2 separate regions of the Sus scrofa genome follow, and region 1 is linked to region 2. Evidence: chromatin contacts called from public HiChIP or PLAC-seq data. All regions are on one chromosome and are shown on one strand. Each heading gives the region's core, a stretch centred on a gene start, on an enhancer-like site or on the middle of the called end of the contact. The rest is flanking DNA. Distances are from core to core; before and after follow the strand shown.

The links. HiChIP or PLAC-seq counts read pairs in DNA pulled down with a chosen protein or histone mark.
Region 1: an H3K27ac HiChIP or PLAC-seq map of alveolar macrophages shows a contact between it and region 2. The contact joins two enhancer-like sites. A contact is called at or near these places in 2 of 2 datasets of contacts at active chromatin or transcription factors (alveolar macrophages and skeletal muscle).

The regions. Positions count from the first base shown.
Region 1 is chr4:72,860,016-72,866,615 of Sscrofa11.1, forward strand. The region is part of intron 1 of RAB2A (ras-related protein Rab-2A); the gene reads right to left. Among named protein-coding and RNA genes, the nearest start is that of RAB2A, 19 kb to the right of the region's middle. Within about 2 kb of position 4,321, at least 8 of the 83 cell types and tissues checked have an H3K27ac peak or open chromatin away from gene starts, as enhancers often do. A contact at or near this core is called in alveolar macrophages, where this site is marked.
Region 2 is chr4:71,905,568-71,913,067 of Sscrofa11.1, forward strand. All of the region lies in intron 1 of ASPH (aspartyl/asparaginyl beta-hydroxylase), which reads left to right. Among named protein-coding and RNA genes, the nearest start is that of ASPH, 6.4 kb to the left of the region's middle. Within about 2 kb of position 1,519, at least 8 of the 83 cell types and tissues checked have an H3K27ac peak or open chromatin away from gene starts, as enhancers often do. A contact at or near this core is called in alveolar macrophages, where this site is marked.

The DNA.
Region 1 (6,600 bases), core at 3,071-5,570, 960 kb after region 2:
TCTCTGCATGCTTTCTTTGCTAGGGCAGAAGCTACTCAGTTTGATGGAGTCCCATCTGTTTATTTTATTTTTGCTTTTTAGGGCTGCATCCACACATAAGGAAGTTCCCAGGCTGGGGGTCAAATTGGAGCTACAGCTGGTGCCCTATATCATAGCCAGAGCAACACAGGATGGAAGACGTTTCTGCAACCTACACCATAGCTCATGGCAACGCCGAATCCTTAACCCACTAGTAGGACCAGGGATTGAATCTGCCTCCTCATGGATACTAGTCAGATTTGTTTCCACTGAGCCATGATGGGAACTCCCCATTTGTTATTTTTGCTTTTGTAGTCAGAGCCAAAAAAAAATCTTCACCAAGATTGATGTCAAGGAGCTTTCCATCTATGTTCTCTTCTAGGAGTTTTATGGTTTCAGGTCTCACATTCAAGTCTTTGGTCCATTTGGAGTTGATTTTTGTGTATGGTATAAAATAGTGGTCCAATTTCATTCTTGCCTACCTGGCTGTTCAGTTTTTCCCACTGAACGAAGATACTGTTCTTTCCTCACTGTATATTCTTGACTCCTTTGTCATAAATTAACTGGCCATAAATGTGTGGGTTTATTTCTGGGTTCTCTATAGTGTTCCATTTATGTGTGTTTCTATACCAATGCCATACCATTTTGAGTATGACAGATTTTTATTTTGAAATCAGGAAGCATGGTGCCTCCAGCTTTGTTCTTCTTTCTCAATACTGCTTTAGCTACTTGATGGCTCTGTAATTAATACAAATTAATGCGTTAATGATCCTACCATGAAGTCACTGTACCTTCTTCCTTTATTCAGGGTCCAAGACACTGGCCTCACTAGGACTGGAGTGTTGTGGTGAGAACTAAATACCTGAATACTATATATCCATGCCAAACAAATACAAAATAACACTCATTAAAAATTTGAATCCCAGGCGTTCCCATTGTGGCTCGGTGGTTAACGAATCCAATTAGGAACCATGAGGTTGCGGGTTTGTGATCCCTGGCCTCACTCAGTGACTTAAGGATCTGGCGTTGCCGTGAACTGTGGTTGTAGGTCACAGACGCAGCTCGGATCCCATGTTGCTGTGGCTCTGGCATAGGCCGGCGGCTACAGCTCCGATTAGACTCCTAGCCTGGGAACTTCTATATGCTGCAGGTTCGACCATAGAAAAGACAAAAACAAACAAACAAAAAACAAAACAGAATCCTAAAACCCCACCCCAGAGATGCTGATTCAGTTGGGCCTTTGATTAGGCCCAAGTATCCAATTAATAAACCTCCCACTGAGGCAATGAGTCGTTCTCCACAAGGAACACTAGCCTAAGTTTATTTCCCTAGTCCTAGGCCAACTTCCACTAACTTCAAGACAATTAATTAAAAAAAAAATTGATGATGGCTCCATTTTTAAAATCATAAGACAAACAGCTTTAATTTAAAAAACGTAGGAAAAGCAAAGGTATAAAAAGTTCCAGGGTCAACTCCTCACTATCAAATAAAGTTCTGTCCAACTGTCATCCTGAAATCATGGCTGTATACTGTTCTCTACAACACTGGGCCCTCAAAACAGAAAGTAACAAAAGTTCCATGAATGAATGACCTCTCATCATCAGTGAAAGTAATTCGCTGAAGAACTATGTGTTTTAAAGTCATACAAAAGACAGACCTCAAACACAGATCATGGAGAGATGTGGCAAGTTGGTTTAAATGTCAGTAGCTTATTTTGCAAACATGGAAAATTCTATTCTTTTTTTTCCCCCTGCTGTACAGAATAAAATTTTATTCTTTTTGCTAACATCCCAAATTGAGAAATCTGTGAAACATGGAAAATAAACTCTATTTTAAAATACAAAATTAATAAACTCAGCATGGTACATCAGAAAGAACACAAGCTTTACAGTAACACCAGCATTCAAGTACATCTGTATTGTTTTGTATCTTGTAACCTCAGACAAATTAGTTACAGAAACTAAGCTCCATTTCCGCATCTGTAAAATGGGAAAAACAAAACATTCAAAGGAATTATCTTAAGGCTCAAATACAAAAAGTTTGAATTTTGCTTAAGTTTTAATAAAAATGCTAGAGGATTCTTCAAGATAAATAGAGCTGAGGAACAAAATCTCCAACCAAACTAATCTGACCTCAACTTCAAATTTTTAAATACATGTTTTCTGAAATTGAAGAAAATATTCACAATCTATAATTTTCTTTTAAATAAAACGACTACAGTGTTGTTTTCATGCTGTTGATTTCTACACCTCCTCCCCTGGAATCTAAGGCAGCAATCTTCTCAATGACTGCAATTAGGTATTCACCTGGTGGCTTATTGCAGTAGGTTAAAAAGTGGTTCCCAAAGAGGGATGTTCAAGTCCCAACCCCTAGAAACTGTGGATGTGACCTTATTTTGGAAAAAGGACCTTTGCAGATATAATTAAGGATTCTGAGATGAGATCAGCCTGGATTCAGGTTGGTGAATTCTGTGACACAGGTCCTTATGAGAAATGGAGAGACACACAGAGCAGGGGAGAAAGCAGTAGGCTATATAAAGTTTTAAACTCTGTACTTCCCTTGACCTGTTTCTCTTGGTATAATGTCATCTTTCACCTGCCCCATATCCAATCTTCTGCCCTTCCACAAGTTGAAATACACTCATGTGCATCATTACTTTTATATTAAAAATAATTGAAAAATAGCCCACATTTGGAGTACGTACTCCTGAGATGGAAAAGTGCCTGAAAACTACCTTCACCTTTTATTTTTTCAGCCCCTACAACATCCTGTCTAAATCCTGTTAATTCCAACTGTCACCAATAAACTTTTCATTTTCACTACTGTTGCTTTAGATGAGGCCTTTACTACCTCCTACCTGGACCACTGTAATAATCGTCTACCTACAGCCCATCTTGCTAATCTGTCCTACACAGGGCTTCAGCAGAGATGAATGAGAAGCTAGAAGGAAAGGATTACATGTAACATCTAGGATGTCTCTGCTGCTTATTACAACGTGAACATATATATACACGTGTGTGTGTAGATAATTTATAATTTAGTCGTAACTCCAGTCCTATACTTTTTCCTTTAAAAACTTCAGTATTTTCAACTGTGTTTGTAGTTCAAACTCTACCTTAACCTGTCACAATCTAATACTTAGGTCCAACACGTCTAATGAGCTTATCTTTTATTTCCAGTAACTGCCTGACACATGGTCTATACTACAGTGAAGCTGGATGGCTTATACTGAGGAAGGTATAAGGTATGGCACTTAGCAGATGCACAATAAATGACAGCTACCTTTCTGGTTGTTTTTTCCTGCCTTTACATTTTGATTATTCACCATTTCTACTTGTCTAAACCCTGTTCATTTTTCGAAGACCAGCTTAAATGCCATCTTACCCTCAGTTTTCCGAGGAGGAGGAAGGCACTCTGGACCCTATGAAATTCCAAGCTTCTCCAGTAGCTCAATCAGAGCCCCTATGACATTCTACCAGGACTGCTGGACTACAGGCCCCTTAAGGGCAGGGACACAGCTAATTCACTTTTTAAATTATTAGTCCTGTGTTCTATATTTGGTAAACTTTTACTATCATTGCCTCCTGCATTTCAACGTACATCACCAATTTAAGAGATAACAGATACCGGACTAAATGTGGATCCTGAGTGTGACGATGGTTTCAGGTCTCTGTGCCTGTCTGCTTATGTCTATAATGGTAATCGTACCACCCACCTTATTCAGAATACGACTGCGAGGAATAAAAGAAACAGCATGTAGAGAATAAAAGGTAACACATCTGTGCTTTTTCCTTCCCCAGAGCCCACAGGCAGACTAGCACTCCATCCCACGCTATAGCCATACCACTTCTCACCGTATACTGTGATTATCATCTCCCTGCCTCCCTCAGGAGCAGTAACATTTCGTATTCTGAAAACCACTCTGCTCTGTGGCCTGGCTTACAAAGTAGGTACTCAGTGAATGCAAAACCTGCGTACTGCATGCCCACTGAAAAGATCACAAAGGGACTGACTTGCCTTTTCTACATAACGACAAACTCAGTCTTTATTTTAAAAAGTAAATTCTCAAAAAAAGCGTTATTCAACAGTAGATTTTTCAGATAGAAAAATGATGCTAGAGAATAAAAGCATGACTGCACGAAATTAGAACTGCAACCCTGATAGAATCTGCCCCTAAGTATAATGTCCCTTTGAAAACGGCAGCTCTAGCAAGCACGCTGGTGCGCCATTCCTCAACCCAGGGCCTCCAGCTTCAAACCTTCTCTGCCCTGCTGGAGAGACTAGGACACTCTCTCCCTTGACAGCTGGTGCAACAGGAAGTGTCATCAGCAGGAAGCAGGGCCCACAGCTCTCTGTGGGCCCCCAAGAACAGCACCACACACTCACCCCCCAAAGGCGACCCACAGCTTCCCAATCCACCATGGCCCTCAAGTGCAGTTCTCCGCCATCCGGAAGGCCTCAGCCGCACCCCTCCAGAGGTCTGGCTGTGCCTTCTGCCTGCTGTTGCCGTTTCTCTTAGCCACCTCCCACCATCAGAATCAATGATTCTTTACACCAGACTTCCCCTATGTAAATTCCTGGGTTTCTTTTTCCTAGCTGGACTCTGATAGAACTTGTATGATTAACACATCCTTCTTTAAAATAAACCAAATTGAATTTGGTAAAGATGAGAGTTTTATTTTTAAATATAAACTGAGTTTAGATAGTCTTAGGAAAGACCTAGTTTGTGTTTTTTCAGTGCATATTTTCATAAAAACAAAGCAAGGAGCAATTTACATTTTAGAAAACTGAAACATAAAGTGGAGCATTTGCAAATGTTATAGGGAATAAACGATACAATGCTAAATTTAGTAGCAAGGAAGATAGCAGAATGTGGTAAAAATAGCATCCTTTTCCTTTCTTCCTCCCACTCTTAGGACTTTCCCAAACTAGTTTGTTTTACTGGTGGAAAAATGGCTTAAGAGTGAGAAAAATCATAATGAAGAAAACTGAATCTCAGAATGTCACAGTATGTTGGACCAAAGAGGTCCTCTGCGTAGTGTTTTCTAAACAGCAGGCTATAACCAGTTAGGTTACAAAATCAACTTAGTGGGTTACAACTAGTTCATTTAAAAAGTGAACTGGACAAAAAAAAAAAAAAAAGAATCAGAATAGCAAATATTAACTATATACTAAGTAAGGTTAGGTTAAATGCTGTTTGGAAACCACTCTTTTAGAAATATATATGCACTCACACACATATCTGAACCCTGGGAGGCAATGTAATATGTACCTGTTACAACAGCTTATAAAAGACAAATTTGAAAAGTCTTCTCCAGGAGTTCCCGTTGTGGCGCAGTGGTTAACGAATCTGACTAGGAACCATGGGGTTTCGGGTTCGGTCCCGGCCTTGCTCAGCGAGTTAAGGATCCGGCATTGTCGTGAGCTGTGGTGTAGGTCGCAGATACGGCTTGGATCCCGCGTTGCCATGTCTGTGGTGTAGGCCAGCAGCTACAGCTCCGATTGGGCCCCTAGCCTGGGAACCTCCATACGCCAGGGGAGTGGCTCAAGAAAAGGCAAAAAGACAAAAAAAAAAGTCTTCTCCAGTATCTCACTAGATCACATAGCCAATAGAAGAACTCATCTACAATATTTATGCTAGTATTCATGGTAAAATAAATCAGCTGAAAACCTCTCTTTAATTCACAATTACAAGGACAGGGATCAAGGAAAAATGTGACTGAATCATCAGTTGGCAATTTAACATAAACAAATAAATACACCTTGGGCACTGTGAGTCATCCACCAGGTGACGATTTATTATACAAACCTCCTTGTAAAAAGATTTCTCCATTAGGTAAAATTAGGATGACCCTAATCCTGGTTTGCCAGGAGCAGGCTCAGTTACTTCTGGTGTCCTGACAAATGACGGATCAGTTTGGATGATGAATTATATGGTTTTGTTAAAGTGCTGATTCTCAAAAGTGTTGTGCCCAGATCAGCAACATCAGCATCATCTGGAAACCTGTTAGAATGCAAATCATCAGCCCCACCCCAGACTTAATGAATCAGAAACTTTGGGGTGGAGTCCTGAAATCAGTGTTTTACCAAGCTCATCAGTTGATTATTCTGATGTGCCTTCCACTGCTCTAAAAAGAACCAACTAAAATTCTGGTTTCAGTGTCCAATCCTCTAGACTCTGGTTCCTGAAATCAGTGTTTTACTAAGCTCATCAGGTGATTATTCTGATGTGCCTTCCACTGCTCTAAAAAGAACCAACTAAAATGCTGGTTTCAGTGTCCAATCCTCTAGACTCCAGTTTTACGGCTACAAGTAATGTGACGCCATTACATGCTTGGTATGGCAGATAAATAATGGAAAACATTGAAGATACGTATCACACTACAGTACAGGTTTCAAAATAGGGTTATTCGGGTTTCCACTTAGTATCTTAAGCAATTATTCAGCTTAGACTACATGATACCTGCCAGACACCCAAATATCACTTCAATATAAATTAAATAGTTTTAACTGAAGCTATGTAGTTCTATAATCAAGTTTACGCTAACACAGTCTTCTTATTTAAAATATATGCATGACTTT
Region 2 (7,500 bases), core at 269-2,768:
GAGTTCGGCCTGTGTACCGGGTAGAAGGTACTGGAAATGGAAAGGATTCTCAGTGGTAAACAGTTACACTGCAGTGTTAAAGTGCCAGTCTGTTTGTATTGATTCCTTGTAGCAGCATATACTGGGAAGATCAAGCCACGTCTCTTGTTGCTCTGTGTATTGGGTCACTGAGGTGTACTCACTGATGCCCAAATCAGTCCCATGTGCCAGGGAATCACAGAAGCTGAGGAGATTTTAGCCCGCGGCCTTCATGTGAGGCCCATTCAGTTCCCTTCTCCAGCCTCGGAGATGAGGAAAGTAATGCTCAGGAAGATTGGCTGGTTCCTTAAAGGTTATGTAGCTCTTGGAAAACCATCTCGTGAATGGATGGCCCAAGACTTAACCCAGGTTTTCTGTTATTCGTTCATTATACCATAATACTGGATTTGGGGTTCTTTACTTCTGTCAGGTTTTATGGGGAATCTTGGACTTGAAGTAGATTATCTTTTACATTTGAAACAGTACATTCGAAAAATCTTACTTTGAGAAGAAGCACTTGGGCTCAGTATACGGTTTTTGAGATGTTTTGCATTGAGAGTCTGAAGTTAATGATGACGTTGGTGACATTAAACATTATTGTTTCTTAAATTTTTGTATGCATGCAAGTATAGCAGGAAAAGGACCCAGTCCTTTGAAGTGTGCATTTTAAGGAAAATGTAATTATCTGGACTTTTGCTTATCGTGGTGGTCATTTTTTTTTTCAAAAGTGGTGTTTGAAACTGCAACTTTGGGGATTTATATAACACTTAGATTTTTCTTTTTTCTTCTTTTCTTTTTATGGCCGCACCCATGACATATGGAAATTTCTCGGCCAGGGGTGAATCACAGCCACAGTTGGAGCCTACCCCACAGCTATGACAACATCAGATCCGAGCCGCATCTGTGACTTATGCCACAGTTTTTGGCAATGCCAGATCCTGAACCCACTGATGGAGGCCAGGGATGGAACCTGTATGCTCACAGAGTCAACATTGGGTCCTTAACCTGCTGAGCCACAAGGGGAACTCCGACACTTAGATTTTTAAAGCAGATGTCTCCTTTTTAACTCTTCAACTTAAATTGAAAACTGACAAAATGTCTCTAGTTTGTTTTGCAGAGCTCAATTTTACCTTTTCCAGTTTTATTCTTTAAAATATAAAAGAAACATGAGTAAATTGGACTTTACTCATGTTTAAATCTTTTAAATCTTACCTTTAGAAAATTGACTTACCTGGCCAGTTGGGACCAAGGCAAACCTCTTTCAGATTTATTGATTTGAAAATCTTTGGTTAAGAAGGATCATGATGTGCTTTTGAACTTATTTTGTAGTTACAGACACTGGAATGTATAATGTTTTCTTTAGCTGTTTCCTTTTTGGGTATCATTCCCTTTTGATTCTTCCCTGCAGCTTCTAATTTGCTGCAGGGATGTAGACATCAGACTATTTTGTCTAATAGTGTCATGCTGTCATGTCCTGCTTTACCGGTAGGTGTCGCTGTAGAACACTTTTTCCTCTTTCAGTTTGAAGCTTCAGATTATGTAACAGCTTTGTACACCCTCAAAACCATTGATGGACAACTACTTAAAAATGCTCAGCCACTACTGTTGAATTCTCTCAAAATCTCTAACAGCAGGTTCTGAAATCGAGTAGTATGGGTTGGTCCCTATCAGTCTTCTTTATTTAGGCTTATCTTATTTAGAATTAAGGGCATTCATATACTACCTGTAAAGTGTATACATTTGTAGATATTTATTTGATGGGTGTTAATCGCTGAGAATATTTTCTTTCTCTTTATTTTCAATATCTCTTAGACTCCTTCATAATTAACATACAGTACAGTGCTGGTTCCCTTCTAGTTCCCTTGAGTGAGGAGGCCTTGGTGAATTTCCCTTTCTTTAGCCAGAGACTGTGGGTTAGGGCCAGTTGCTTAATCCTCTGTTAGTCATGCTAGAATGAGAAAATAGGAAGGCTCTAATTCTTCTACTGTAAGAACTGTGTGTTTTGTGTTCAGTTGAATAGCATTTTGGACCACCTGGCCAGCTTGGATGGAACCAAGTGTAAAAAAAATGTTCTGAGGGAATCCTTGAACACCTGTGTCAGGTTTAGGATGTACAACGGAGAGAGCTGTACTTTAGCTTTGCTTTAAAATCATGTGTCTCAGAGCGATTACTGGAAAATGAAAAGTTTTCATTTTCAGCTGATTACCAACTGGGTAACTTGGTTAAAGGAGCCTGTGGGCTATCCACTCTATTTTTAGTTAGTATCAGAAGTGTAACCCCTGAGCTCTGTCATCTCAATATAATAAAATCTTTTTTTTTCCTCTAGAAAGGCAATGTAGTTTAGGAAAGTCAGATGACCTGGATTCGTACTCATTTAAGAACTCAAAATTTCTAACCCTGGTCTCAAATGGAAAGAATTAGAGTTATGATAGCCTTGAAATCAGTTTTATAAGCCTCCATCTTTCTCATGCTTTTGTGAAAGTGCCTTTCATGTTAAAGGAGTATAAAACTTTGGAGAATATAAGGCTGTAGAACTAAGCAGGCTACTGCATGCTTGGCATTTTTATATGGTTTATGTAAATAAATAATTTTCTGTTATATTGTGCAGCATCTGTTGAAGTGAAATGGATATTCTAGAAGTGGTGTTCATACTGGGCTGTAGGTACCACTTGACACAGCTTCTGTCTGTCTCTGGGGGTATAAGCATCCATCTGCACCTCCGCCTTGAAGCTGCTGATTTACCCTCTAATCCCTTTGAGAGCTGTGTTATTTTCTCTTACTAGCACTCAGACAGTTTCATCTTTTGAGGCTACTCCAGCATCCTGTTTTAAGGTCAGGAAAACATGCGACTTAGTTTGTGTCTTGGATACTTCTGCGTCTCTTACGTGGTTTGAAATCATTCTGTACCAAGGTACAGAACATTTTAAAATTAACTTATCTTGAATAAATCGTGATGTACATAGAACCCACCTACAGGTTACCCAGGTCTCTGGGGAGAGCCTCAGCCATCTGTCGGGAGACATGGGGGGGCCCAGGCTGACTCCTTTGTTTAAGCATCTGCTGCCCCAGTGTCTGCCCAGCTCTGCACACCTGGGTCTCCTGCACACCTGGCCATTTCTACTAGAGGACCAGGGCGAGGATGTTCAGTTCTTCCTTCCCTTGTTCTCTATCTGCTACTCCAGAGGCACCTATTAAAGTCCAGTGCTTTAGCCATTTCACTTCCTTCTGCTGGTTCCGGGAGCCCAGGTGCTATTTGCTTGTCAGTCATTATTATTTTTTTAATGATGGTGCTTCAGGCATTTGGTCTGCATTTAATGTTTGTTTTCCGGGATGTGTCTTAGTTACCTTTGGCTGATGGGGTTACCTTTTAGTGGCCAATCACTGAATGCAATGTAGTTCTGATCAGATTGGTGACACCTGAGGACAGATTTTCTGTAGACAACCAACCTGTTAGACTCAAAGGACATTTTGAGCTTACTTGGTGAATGAGTCATTAGAAAAAATAGTTACATAAGATCTTTTGAAGGATTGGGGCTGTTCTTTGGCCCCTGTGTGACCCCAGTGACGTGCCCCATTGTTCTGGCTGTAGCATGACTGTCATCACCCGCTGTACCTAGATGCTCTGTGTGCTATGATGCGGATGGGGCTGGGGGTGGACCGGTATCCAGTTAGGGCAGCATGGAAGCCACTCTTGCTGTACTTGGAGAGATGCCAGCATTTCTCTCCCACATGTGTCCATGCAAATCTAACTCACTACAGAAACCAGCAAACATCAGTCTTAATTTTGAAGTAAGAAAATGTGACTTGAGAAAATAATTTTTTCCCATAACCGATATTATATAACTTCCTGCTCTTATATCTTATGTAGGTTTGACAGCCTTTGCTGCCATTGCCTAGCTCAGCCTCAGTGAGCTTTTGTTTTTAAACTTCTGGTTTTTATTATATGGCTAATAGACAGTTTCTCACACTGTCTTTCACACTCTGTTTTTAATTCAATTTTCCTGAATTGGTATTCTGGAAAGCCTTTTTTGGTCTTAGGTTCACAGGCAAATTTTATTTAGAAGTTAGTTGTTTTTCCTTACATGAAAATAAAAATCTGTGTTCTGAGTGTTGAAAGAATATCAAGCGTTTAGCTTTTCCATTCTCTGAATCAAATCAGTTTGGATAAGATGCTTGTCACTTACTGAATTTTACAAAGTGTTTATGAATTATTTGGGTGCTTTTGGGTGACAGGTCATCTCTCTAATGTTTAGAATACAAATATTTCTATGTACTGCTCTTTAAAACTATTTGAGGAGTTCCCACTGTGATGCAGTGGGTCAAGAATCTGACTTCAGTGGCTTGGGTTGCTGCAGAGATGCTGGTTCGATCCCCACTTTGGTGTAGTGGCTTAAAGGATCTGGCTCTGCCACAGCTATGGCATAGGTCACAGCTGTGGCTGGGATTCAATACCTGGCCCAGGAACTTCCACATGCCACGGATATGGCATTAGAAAAACCCAAAAACAACTATCCATTTGAAATATTACATATTAAGACATTTAAATAGGTGTAAAGAGTAATGCAATGAATACCATTTATCTACCATCCAGATAAGGAAGTAAAATGTTTCCAAATTCTTGTTTTCTTCTCTCTTGTGTTTTCCTCCTCCCAGTCATAAGCATTGGTGATAAGCATTCTCATTCATTTCTTTATAATATATAGACACACAGATGATATATGTTATATAATGTGTTGCACATTGTATACTATTTATCTATTTGTATAAAGTAGGTCTGTTGTTAAATACTATATATGCATATATATAAGATAGATAGGAAGTGTATCTATATCCCTCTGTATAGAAATATTTTATATATATACATGTATATATGTATATATATGTATATGCCGGCATTTACACTTGTTTAGCACATGCTAAAAGTTTTATGAATAGGCTCGTTATCTGACATACTAATTTGACACCATTTCTTTGTGATTCTACCAATCCGTCTTTTTTGTTTTCATAAATATATTTCTTTTTTAAAATTTTATTAAAATTTTTTATTAAAAATTTTTTGTTAAAGTATAGTTGATTTACAGTGTTTCTTCAATTTCTGTTGTACAGCAAAGTGACCCAATCACACCCAGTTCCCTATGCTGTACAGTAGGGCCCCATTGTCCATCCCTTCCAAGCGTTAACAGTTTGCATCCCCAAACCCAAACTGCCTGTCCATCCCACTCCCTCCCACCTCCCCCTGGGAACCACCAGTGTGTTTCTGTTTTTTTTTTGTTGTTTGTTTTTTTGTTTTGTCTTTTTGCCATTTCTTGGGCTGTTCCCAAGGTGTATGGAGGTTCCCAGGCTAGAGGTCCAATCGGAGCTGTAGCTGCCAGCCTACACCAGAGCCACGGCAACTCGGGATCCGGGCCGCGTTTGTGACCCACACCACAGCTCAGGGCAATGCCGGATCCTTAACCACTGAGCAAGGCCAGGGATTAAACCTGCAACCTCATGGTTCCTAGTTGGATTCGTTAACCACTGCGCCACGACGGGAACTCCTGTTTCTGTTTGGTAGATAGGATCATCTGTGCCATATTTTAGATTCCACAAATGATATCATATGGTACTTGTCTTTTTCTTTCTGGCTTACTTCATTTAGTATAAGAATCTCTAGTTCCATCCATGCTGCTAAATGGCATTAGTTTATATTTTTAATGGCTGAGTAGTATTCCATTGTGTTTATGTACCACATCTTGATCCATTCATCTGTCATTGGACATTTAGGTTGTTTCCATGTCTTGGCTATTGTGAATAGTGCTGTGATGAATATAGGGGTGCACGTATCTTTTTCAGTGAAAGTTTTGTCTGTATATATGCCCAGGAGTGGGATTGCTGAATCATGTGGTAGTTCTATATTTAGTTTTTGGAGGTACCTCCCTACTGTTTTCCATAGTGATTGTACCAACTTACATTCCCACCAACAGTGAAGGAAGGTAACCTTTTCTCCACACCCTCTCCAGTGTTTGTTATTTGTTGACTTCTTAATGATAGCCATTCTGATAGGTATGAGTTAGTCCTTCATTGTAGTTTTGATTTGCATTTCTCTAATAATTAGTAATGTTGAGCATTTTTTCATGTGCCTGGTGGCCATCTGTATGTCTTCTTTGGAGAACTGTCTATTTAGGTCTTCTACCCATTTTTCAATGAATTGTTTTTTTGTTGTTGTAATCATATGTATATTTTGGAGATTAGGCCCTTGTCTGTTGCATTGTTTGCAAAGATTTTCTCTTGCTCTGTGGGTTGTCTTTTCATTTTTTTTTTTAAATGGTTTCCTTTGCTGTGCAAAAGTTTTGGGTTTAATTAGGTCCATTGGTTTATTTTTGTCTTTATTGTCATCATTCTAGGAGGTGGATCAAACAAGATGTTGCTGTGATTTACGTCAAAGAGCATTCTGCCTATGTTTTCCTCTAGGGCTTTTATAGTGTCTGGCCTTATATTTAGGTCTTTAATCCATTTCGAGTTTATTTTTGTGTATGGTGTTAGGTAGTGTTTTATTTTCATTCTTTTAAGTGTAGCTTTCCAGTTTTCCCAGCAGCATTTATTGAAGAGGCTATCTTTCTTCCACTGAATGTTCTTGCCTCCTTTGTCACAGATTAGTTGACTGCAGCTGCTTGGGTTTATATCTGGGCTTTCTATCCTGTTCCATTTATCTATATTTTTGTTTTTGTGCCAGTACCGTATTTTTTTTTTTTTGATAACTATAGCTTTGTAGTATTGCCCGAAGTCAGGAAGCTTGATTCCTTCATTTTCGTTTTCCTTTTTCAATATTGCTTTGGCTATTCGGGGTCTCTTATGTTTCCCATACAAATTTTAAAATATTCTGTTCTAGTTCTGTGAAGAATGTCCTGGTGATTTGATAAGGATTGCTTTGAATCTGCAGATTGTTTTGGGTCGTATGGTTAAAATATAGTTCTTCACTGTATGAATGTGCTACTTTTTCTTTAGGCTTCCTGGCATCTACAACCACTTGGCTTATTTTCATTTTTTTCTTTGAAACACTGCTGCTCTGTACCCGCCTGTAGGCCGTCCATCCCTTTGTGTACATGTCTAACTGTTTTTCTAGAGCATAGTTTAGGATTGGAGTTGTTGGGTTGTAGCAAATACACGTATGAAACTTTACACATATTAAGCTTTACATATATTAAACTTTATTAGATATTGCCTTTTTTTTCACCCCAAAGTGGTTGTATCACTTTACACTCCCACCCCCATGAACGTAGCTACCTGTGTGCTGCAACCGCTTTACCAACATAACCTTTAATATTGCAAGTTTAGTGGGTGTGACGTAGTATTTTGTGTTTTTTTTTTCCTCCTTTTTTCTTTTTAGGGCTGCACCTGCAGCATATGGAAGTTCCCAGGCTAGGGGTTGATTTAGAGCTGCAGCTGAGGCCTACACTACAGCCATGGCAGCACTGGATCCATATTGCATCTGCAGCCTATACT